Regions from separate parts of the Zea mays genome. Here region 1 is linked to region 2. The links are chromatin contacts, called in public Hi-C maps. All regions are on one chromosome and are shown on one strand. The core of a region is the stretch at or near the end of the contact, and the rest is flanking DNA. Distances in the headings are between cores, read along the strand shown.

Region 1 (5,432 bases), core at 1,425-3,924, 180 kb after region 2:
CCCGACTGGCCTCCTACTCCCGGCTGTCGGTGCCTCAGGGCGTTTGGACTGACATCGCCCTCAAATTCGTTGAAGCGTTGCCCCGCATCCGTGGCAAGCCTGTGATACTAACGGTGGTGGACAGGTTCAGCAAGTACTGTCATTTCATCCCACTAGCGCACACGTACACAGCCGAGTCTGTTGCCCATGCGTTCTTCACCGACATCGTTCGACTACACAACATCCCTCAATCCATGGTGTCGGACAGGGACCCGATCTTCACGTCGATGTTCTGGCGTGAACTCATGCGCCTGATGGGGTACCAAGCTGCACATGACTATGGTGTTCCATCCACAATCATATGGGCAATCGGAGGCGGCCAACCACGTCATCATCATGTACTTGCGATGCCTCACGAGGGACAGACCTCGCCAGTGGCTACGTCGGCTGCCCTGGGCAGAGTTCGTCTTCAACACCGCCTACCAGACTTTGTTGCGGGACACACCCTTCCGCGTCGTCTACGGGTGCGATCCGCCATCTGTCCGGTCATATGAACTGGGGGACACGAGGGTGGCTGCTGTCGCCAAGAGCATGGAGGAACGAGAAGAGTTCCTAGCCGACATCCGGTATCGGCTGGAACAAGCTCAAGCGATGCAGAAGCTGCATTACGACAAGGTGCACCACCATGTCGCATACCAAGTGGGCGACTGGGTGCTCCTTCAACTGCGGCAGCGCGCGGCGTCTTCGCATCCCCAAACTATCGCCAGTAAGCTCAGGTCACGCTTCTTCGGGCCGTATCGCGTCACCGAGCTGATCAACGAAGTTGTCGTCCGTCTCGCTTTGCCGCCTCAAACCCTCATTCACGACGTGTTCCACGTGGGGCTGCTCAAGAAGTTCCAAGGCTCAACATCGGCCACCCCTCCGCCCCTGCCGCCTATGCATCATGGCGTCATTGCCCCTAAGCCAGAACGTACCATATGTTCTTGTCTGGCTCGCGGGGTGATCCAAGTTCTTGTCCAATGGAAGGGCGAGTCGACAACATCTGCTACTTGGGAAGACATCGAGCCATTCCGCGTCATGTATCCGAAACTCAAGCTCGAGTACAAGCTGCTCCTCGACAGGGGGAGAGATGTCATGGTTGAGCACACAGAACGTGCGATGGGCACGCAGGGAGAAGACTGTGCCACCACCGGGAGATAAGATCATTAATAGAGATAGATTTCTACTAGTTCCTAGATTAAAGGAGTTAGTTGGTTAGTTGCTAGATTAAAGGAGTCTGTCGCTCCAGTTAGTTGGGGCGAGTCGGCCATATATATATGGGGAGACGATCAATCAATAAAGGCAACAAAGATATTACTCCTCTATTCTCCTATCTCTCTGTCGCAATCAAGCCTGCGGCTAAGGGACTAACCTTGCCAAAGAAGACGGATTGAGGCTACGAATTACGTAGCTGAGGTCCAGCTACCCAAGGGCTTAACGCCCTTGACAAAGTACAACAAAGTGGGCTTTGCCATTATGGGGAAAATGGGTACAGCAAGATGTCAACACTATATTTATGATTATACTTCAGTAGCAGGCAAGCTACACACTATGTAGCATCAGTTTTCCATATTGAATTCTTTAGCATACAGTTCAGAGGTATCCAGTAAATGGATGAAGTGAAATGTCAGAACAATTTAAGTAGCACAGATACCTCAGGATGCATCTCATTCCATGGACCGAAACCGTTTCCACAGAAATCAGGTCCCCGGGGCAATGGATGCATGTGGTTCGGACTTGCAATTGGTGGCAACCTCTCATTTCCTCTAACTCCAAAGTTAGAAAGCAGGTTTGATGTTCTCATTATCTCTGCACATTATGGTTTCCGATCAGCATAACATAAACATGAGTAAATGCCTATTATTGATAAAGTTCTGCCATTTTCAGCACCAAAACAATTAGGAGCCCCAAACAATTATATGTTGCACCAAGACTGTGGGAGTTCCCCGTACAAGTCGTCCCATGTTAAACCAATGTGCCTTTTATGAACAAATAGATGAAAAGGCTGCTCTTTTATTTATCATAAAGACAGAGCTCGTAGAGGAACGTAGCATATGAACTACCGAATCTGAGCAAGACTACTACAAATAAAGCTGAAAATTATCTCACCTTGATTCAACAGCCTGCCGCAGATTGGGAGCACCTGCACGAATGGCCCGAGCTTCTGTTGCTCCTGCAACAAGTCCTCCAGATACTGACTGCGCCGCCGCAATCAAATCAGCCCCACCCAATTAACACAGAAAAAAGGACACGATTCAGACCACGATACAAGAACACCAAAAACAGGGAAACAGGTTACAGCAAAAAAGCGATTGTTTTTCAAGAATCAAATCGGGGTGCCGTCTTACCTGGCATGGTCTGGTGATGCAGGTGGCCTCACAATCGGCATCGGGAACATCGCCCTGGCCGGGGAGAAGCATTTGTCCGTGGCCGTCAGCGCCTCCATGGCGGCGGGCTGGACTGGGGTCGGATTAAGGTGCTACCAATGAAGAGAGGCGGCGGCGGCGGACGAAGAGAAGATGTGAATGCGTTTTCCTTCAATTTTTGTCGTGTTTTATCTCCTTTTCTGCTGTGCGGTAAAATCAGTCGAGGAGGGTTCCAGCGAAGTTGCACATACGAGATGCCAAAAACGGCCGCTTCGTCTGGGTGTTTCTTCGGCTAGCTGGCCACCCTTTTACCCTCTTCCGCTCTTCGTAGGGTTTATAGCGGCGGAAGGTGGAGTAGGTTTTTTGACAGCCGCCACCGGTTGGTGATACCTTTTTTTCGTTGCTCGGTTTGGCATAGGGTTTAGGGGAGTTTAGCTCGGTGTATGATTGAGATCGGGGGAGTTTAGCTCGGTGTATGATTGAGATCGGGCATGTGGCTATGCAAGTGTTTTGCACTTTAGACTAACTAGATATATACTCATACCTTACAGAATATAATAAAAGTGTTATTTCTATCTATCTATATATCTACTATTAAGACATCAGTTTCAACGGTCGTCACGCGTTAATATTTTTTAAAAAAATCTATATTTCTTAAGAATCAACTCGCACTTCTATAATATCTTCTCTATCTCTACTACTAAATAGGAGAGTTTATGTAAAAAAATAAGGTGAAATTATATATAACTGAGTGTTTGAACCTTGGTTGTTGGCTCCACATTCACACCCACCTAATCAATAGAAAACATATATTTTGTACTTTATTAAAACAAAATTAATCATATGTCATATATAACAATCATAGCAATGCACGACCACATTCACACCCACATGTAACGTCCAATATCTTGTCATTTCTATCTTCTATCATATCTTATATTTCAAACTTAACTATATAAACAGTACCATCTAAGTGCTTTACGCGATCTGCTAGAGAAAATAAGCCCATTTTGCTAACGCTCTTCAGGCCGCCAGAACCGGGACCGCCCCAATCGAGCAAACTGTAGAGTTGGCAAGTCGAGGGAGCCAACCAGCCAATGAATGGCAAAGGCCCAAAAGGGAATCACGAATCGCGACTGCGAGCCACGCATGCGAAGCCTTGTATAAGAGCATCTCTAATAGCTCCTTAAAACCTTGGGTCCAATCTTTGTTTTAAAGAAAAATACACGTCCAACAATGACCTATCCGAGCTTCTTATCTTCCGGCACGCGAATAGTGTCCCTCTCACTGCGCAAACTTGCGCAACTAACCGAGCTCCCTATTCGCGTGCGAGTCGCTCACCAATCCATCAACTTCCACATGCTGCAACTGCCACCGCCACCTCCCGCCACTCCCCCAGCCACCACCGAGCAGGGCCAGCAGCCACCGCGCGATCCCTCTGGCATGTTTGGATCTGCTTCTTGGGTGATTCTAGAGGCCATAAGCCTGCTTGGCTTCCCAAATGCCCAGCTTCTACCACCGCTTGACCCCACTGCGCTTCCCACCAAAGCCACCCCGCAACGGTCTGCTAAAAGCGGGCAAAACCATGCTTTCGTAGAAAGCTTGGCTGGCTGGGCATCCAAACAGCTCTTTGCTCTCGCCACTCTAGGGTTTCTCTGGTCCCCACATCCTCTAACCACTCTCGTATCGCCTCCCAGGTTTCTCCCGTGCTTGCCCTCCATCTTCATGTTTCCTCCGTCGCGTCGCTTTACCCATGTGTTTTGTTTGTTCCTCGTGTAGACAGAGTTGGGATTCTTCTCAATGACAACGAGATTCCAAGTTGTTCTCGACGATTCGTGAACTGGTACGTAAGCGGACCGATCCCTTCGAACTTCATTGGTAGTTACCATTTGTTATCCCTGATTTGTTGTAGCGAATCGACGTTTCCGGATTGAGTTCATCAGATTCCAGACACTGTACACTGAGATCCCCCTTTGGTACTTGTCGGTACCCTGAAACTAGGGTATCCCTCACTACAGTATGAAGACGCAGTACCCACGCGGCTATCTTTAGTCGCGTGGTAAAGGAGCTTTGCGTGGAGCCAGGTCGTGACTCGCCTCAGCCTCGGGTGACTACTCTGGGCCAGCAACAGCATCCGACCCCACCACGTGGACGGCTCCGGGGCCACCACGTGGCCAGAGAAAGTGATATACTCCAAGGCATCAACAGTGAGTCCGGACCCCATGGGAAAGTGCTGGACCCCTGGATATACAGTCTGGACCTCCAAGATGGTCCAGGACTCCCACGTGTACGGACCGGACCCCTAGAATGGGATCCAGACCCCTCCGTATGGGGTCTGGACCGCCCACAGTGGGGTCCCAAGACCTTACTTAAGGCCCAGGCGGGGGTCCAGAGCTAACACGTGTCCAGACCTGCTCTTGTGTGCTCCAGACCTATCTGTATACACTCCTGCTCCCCGCTCAGGCGGAACATCGATGTTGCCACGTGGCATACTGCGCGCGGCATAAGCCAACGGGTGGAACCCGGCGTGACGCCTCTGGGCTACGCGCGCCACTGCATTCATTACAGATAACACGTGCGCCTGTCCATTCCACTGACGGGTGGCATTCACAGTCCACGATACGCGAGCCGTGCAGTTATTCATCATTACTCGTACGTTTCAGCTATCAATGCTGCATGGACTGCGGTCATCAAGACTCCCGGTGATTGCTCAGGCGTTACTAGCATTAGTTACTCACATAATATATTCTTTCCATTATGTTCCTGGGCCCACATGTCGGGGCTCAGTATCCTTGTATGTGCCTCCCTTAAACTATAAAAGGGAAGGCACACAACGTTACAAAGGACAAGTTCACAGACCAGCTCTCAAGCACACAGCCTTTACACACTCTCAATACTACTCACACAGTGGAGGTAGGGTATTACGCTCCGGTGGCCTGAACCACTCTAAACTCTTGTGTCCTCGTGTGTTCTTCCACCTTCCGATAGACAGGCAAACCGCTTAGGCCCCTCCTCATCTTAGGATTAGGGCGGGTGCGTTCTGCCACC
Region 2 (5,038 bases), core at 1,482-3,981:
TTAAAACACTTGTACAGGAGGAAGGGCAAATTCAGTGAAGTCTGTTTTAAAGATTATTCTAAAAAGGGACAGGTGGGATGTTGTGCGGCCATCAATGTAAGTAATTAGGGTGAATCATTGGAATACGGAATATTTAAAAAATGACCTAATGAAAGCTAAAAAAAGTTTATGCAAATCTCCGGTCCCTTATGGATGAGCGCAATCTTTGGTGTTTTGTTGGAGCAGCTGGTTTGCGTGCTCTTGGATCAGGAAATTCTTAGGAAGTTGTAGTTAGTGGTTGTGACCTGGCCTTCTCTTTTTTAGTAGTTTCTTTATATTTTCTTTGGGTTTCCTCTTCGGACTCCTTTGCCCGGGGTTGCAGCCTCGCAGGCCATTTGTATTCGGCTTTTCTTCTTAATGCAATGATACGCAGCTCTCCTGCATATTGAGAGAAAAAAAGTAGAGAAGAATCTAGCTAACTGAAGTATATAAATTGATTACAGCATGATTAAGTTCGGAAATTTCAAATATTAAGTGATATGTAACGGCTATGAGTAATAAAAAAATGGCAACCACGTAGTAAAAATGCAAGTGTGATGGGCTGATGGCCCAACGAAAGACACATGCAAAACTTGTACCTCCTTGGAAGTCAAGCTTAGATTCTGCAGGACAGCAGAAGAATATGGAATAATCAGGGTGGCACTGTGGCAGGGTGCACGTGGCACAGAATAGCAATTGGTTGGCCCTACATGACAATCATGTCGTAATAGCTATTCATTATTATTTCTTTAACTAAAGGACCATTTTTCTATTTGCGTGTGTCATCCTTGCAGAGGGGTTATGATAATCTTCCAATTAAAGAACTAATTGCTTGGGCATAGAAACCATATCATATAGAGAAAAATAGAATTTTAGCACAAATAACAATCATGCTGCAACCATGATGACCTTGAGAAATTAATCAAAATGCATGTAGATTAGGTCACTAACTCAAAAAGAGAGAAGCAAATAAGAACAAGGATTCCCACTCCTTGGTATTGACTAAACCTATTCCCATTTTGATGTGTTGGCACTTATAACCTATTGTCAGGTATCTACAAAGTGCACAACAAATAATGCAAGTTCTGTTCAACCAGACAATAAGGTCCACTAAATGGAATTCTGCTTGCAAGTTCTAGTTTATGGGTTTCTGTAATCAATGCATTAACGCAGTTGTCCTAACCTCACTGCAAAGAAACAATGCAGCCTAACACACATTGTAAATTGGTTCACTAAACCAAAGAAAAGGATGGTCATTACAATTCCATTACCAAGATATGTTACGAGTAGCATCTCGTGCAAATAACAAATCCAAAAGAAACCACTACAGTTAATTAATGACAGAAACTAGCAACACATTATGAATTATATTCTTACTACCCCCATACCCATGATTACCATTGTAAGATAGTACATAGACGGCTAGCAGAGTAAAACGGACTAGACAAAAGCCATAGTACACAGATGGCGAGCAGAGTAAAGCAGACCAGGCAGCCGAAACTATGCATCTAGCAACATGAACAGAGTGAAAAGATACTCCTTCACTCTTCACCAATTGGAGATGGCAGACTAAAGTACTGGACATAAATTGAACAGAAGGCCAACAGTGATGAATGAAACCTGCTCATGAAGCGATAAACAACTATAATAGCAAATCTTGGACGGCGAGTAAAAATGAAAAGAGTTTGACCGCTAATAATTTCGTATGATCGGCCAACGCATCTTCTTGTAACGCCAGAATTAGCTCTATTCATAAATAACCAAAGCATGCGGACTTTAGAGAAGCCATGGCAAAAAAAAAAAAAAGAAAAAGAAAAGAAAACTACACGATTTTTCTTTCTGGACAAAGAGGCAAAGATGGGACAAGCCACAATGCAGGTCCCAAGGAAAAGCAAAGGAATCCCCAAAAATTCCCGTTTGCAAACCCCCATAACAGACAACAAGACGAGCAGAGAGTAGCAATTGGTTTTGCCCGCAACTGCGGCGACCGACCTGCAATGGTGTCCTGGTGCTCGGTGAGGGCGCGGTGCATCTCGACAAGCTGCTCGCAGATGGTGGCGTAGATGGAGATCTGCTTGCGGAGCACCTCCATCTGTTCGTCGGTCATGACCTTGACGTATCCCGCGAGCCCTTCCGCTCCCCCAGCCCTCTCGTCCGCCGCCGCTGCGGCGGCGGCGGCGGAGGCCTTGGTCCTGTCCACCCACTCCATCCCCGATGACCCCCGCACTGCCAGACGCTACAGGATGCACGAAATGGCAGGATCGGAAGGGGGGCACGCGATAGAAATTGGGAAAGTGACGCGCTATTTGTGCTGCGGAATGGGGCTACGCGAGGAAGAAAATCGGCCAGTTAGGCAGGCACCCGGTTGGAGGCGATGCGGGAGGCGGCCCGCGACAGCATGAGTCCATGCGACGCGGCAGGGAAGGCTCGGATATGCGTGCTCCTCCAGTCCTCCGCGGGATGGCAGCGCGGCTGCCGCACGGGGTGGCGATTGGTGGTGGTGAGCGAGCGAGGCACAGCAGCGGGCACCGGAGGCAGCAGGTGAACTGGCAGGAGAGAGCAGAGGCCACAGCAGGGGGGCGTGGGGATGGTCAGACAGGAATGGGGAAAGTGGCAGCAGGCGTATTTGGAAGTGGGAAGGCGGTGGCGGCGGTTGTGGACGCGCGCACCGGCCACGAGCGGGCGCCGCGACTCGCGGCGGAAAGAAATTACGGGCGGCGCGCGCATGCGGACAGAACACGGAGGGGACGGATGGGTCGCGCCGCGCGTTACGCCGTGACGTGCGGAGGGGTGGGTGGGCTGGCCGGGCCCCATCAGCGACGGGCGATCAGCGGCACGACAGACAGGTGGGGCCGTCCTAGGCAGGGGCCCTTGGGTGGTCAATGGCTCCTTGCGTCGGGCAGCGGGAGGAGACCTGACCCGTGGACGGAGACGTCGACCGGCCCCCTGGCGGTGGGACCCAAACGCAGACAGCAATTATCGCGGCAGCACAAACGTTATGCTTTTCCTTAACATTGAAGATGGGCGCAAATCTCTACTACTTATTAAGTAAGCAATAGTAGCCTGCCTTTTTGTGTTCTGCCTTCGGTGAATCTGTACCATCCGTTCGCTTCTGTGAATCCACACCGTTCGCCCGCCCACACCCGCGTTCGTTCCCCCGCCTCCCCTCCCCACCCCGCGTGAGCCGCCGCCGCCCCATCCCCATCCGCATCCCCGCTGCCGCGAATCGTGCGACCTCCGCGCGACCCGGCCGGCGGAGGGCATGGGCGTCAGAGGCGAAGGAGAGGTGGGCGGCGCGGACGTCCGGTGGCGTGAATGTCGCCCCTTCCCCGCAGCTGTCACCAGCGCGGTCCAAGCCCGGATCCATGGCGCCGCCCTCGCCCTCCCCCCGCCAATCTTGCAGTCGCGGCCCCTTCAACACCGGACACCCGATCCCCTTCAACACCGGAGACGTCGCCCTTCCCACCTTCCCCGTCTTCCTCGGTGAGGTCGATCTCGATGATCTTGACCTTGGTAGCGAGGCCACGGAGGAAGGCAGATGCGACCGAGGGGGAGGTCGAGATCCGGCACCTGGAGGAGGCCATCCACGATGCCATGGTGCGTGGCATGCAAATGTTGCGAGACGAGCAGCAAGGCCACCGCGATGGGATCTGGGAGGAGGCAAGCGGTCCTCCTCCATCTTCGGCGACGAGCTCGTACATTCCCCTTCATCCCCTCCGTACCCTTCCCACCACCATCACCCGATCAAGCGGGCCTGCTGCTCCCCGTCACGAGAGGTTCTGCTCTACCACCTCCTCCCCATCTTCCGAGACATCTAGAAGCTGAAGAGTGAGGTGGCCCTGCTCGTCGCCGCCAGCACCGAGCTCTTCCTAGGCAGCCTCACGGCAGGGGGCCACACAACGATGGCGCGGCAACTCCGGCAAGCGGTCCGTGCCGTGCACGTCTGGACCGCGGCCTGCGGGCACTGTCCCATGACAGACTTCCCCCTTGACTGCCTCGCAGCGAAGAGGAGTCTCCCCGCGTCTACTTTTGGATCCGGTGCTTGGTACAGGTCAGTTTTACCTGATATTCTGTTTCTGTTCCTTGTTTGTTTGAACTGAGGTTGATTTAGGTTGTGAACTTGTGATGACAAAAATAGCATCCTGTTGAAACTATGCATGTATATACAGAAATGATTTGGACAACGAGATATCCTGATGCATTGTCACTTAATGATTCTCACAGATTTTGCAACCACTGAAGAATTTTGTTTATTGGCATGTCTGTTTGGAAATGCCCTGAATCTTGTAAAAGCTGATGCATTGCTGAATTAATCGGTCATACTTTACGCCTTCAATCAATATGAAAGTGTGGTGTCCATTTTCTGAAGTTTGAAGAAATGCTTATCACTGTACCTACTAGAAATGCTTATCACTGGTTTCAAATAATGGAAGTACCATCAAGCTTTTGACGTTGATAGTTTTGCCAAATTAATCGTGAATACAAACTTCAGATAATGGAACCATCAAGCTTTTAATTGCCTTTTTTACTTACCCAGTCTAATACCATCTACAAGGTACTGAATTAATCGAAGAATTTGTCATCTTTGTCATTTGCTCAGGGAAGACTAGCAAATGTTGGTGATTTAGCAGTCAAAAGAGTAAACCCAGAAGCGGGGATCGTGGAGCTAACAAATCATGTGAACTACTATGTGCAATCACACATACAGGGCAACCACCTCAATGATTGGTTGGTGTTTTCCCCTCTCTGCTTGTTCTTAGCACTGCAATTGATATCTCTAGGAAACTATGGCATTTTTCCTTTGTGGGATTAACCGAGTTCAGTTGGAACAGTAAGAAGTAAACCATGCTAAGACATCGATCTGGACAATATTGACAGCATTGACATCGAGAGCAGAGGTGATTTCATTTGCGTAATGTGATGCTCACGCCTGGTTTAGGTAGTAGAGTAGTAGCAACGAGCTTCCTTTGGTTGTCGCTCACAAGAGAGTAGAAGAGTAGCAGTACAACAGGTTCAGGTA

The links. Hi-C and Micro-C count contacts between places; a contact is called where the count stands out from the background.
Region 1: a Hi-C map of root tip shows a contact between it and region 2, with 4 times the contacts expected there. The contact joins the promoter of LOC100193725 here to the promoter of LOC103651072 in region 2. A contact is called at or near these places in 11 of 25 Hi-C or Micro-C datasets (bundle sheath, ear, endosperm and 4 more) and 1 of 3 datasets of contacts at active chromatin or transcription factors (leaf).

Annotation. Positions count from the first base shown.
Region 1 is chr3:190,770,141-190,775,572 of Zm-B73-REFERENCE-NAM-5.0, forward strand. It overlaps LOC100193725, which reads right to left and starts at 2,675. Exons shown (of 7, transcript NM_001138813.1): 1 at 2,367-2,675; 2 at 2,128-2,216; 3 at 1,673-1,827. The coding sequence starts at 2,464.
Region 2 is chr3:190,592,107-190,597,144 of Zm-B73-REFERENCE-NAM-5.0, forward strand. It overlaps LOC103651072 (WUSCHEL-related homeobox 8-like), which reads right to left and starts at 2,732. Exons shown (of 3, transcript NM_001301436.1): 1 at 2,011-2,732. The coding sequence starts at 2,227.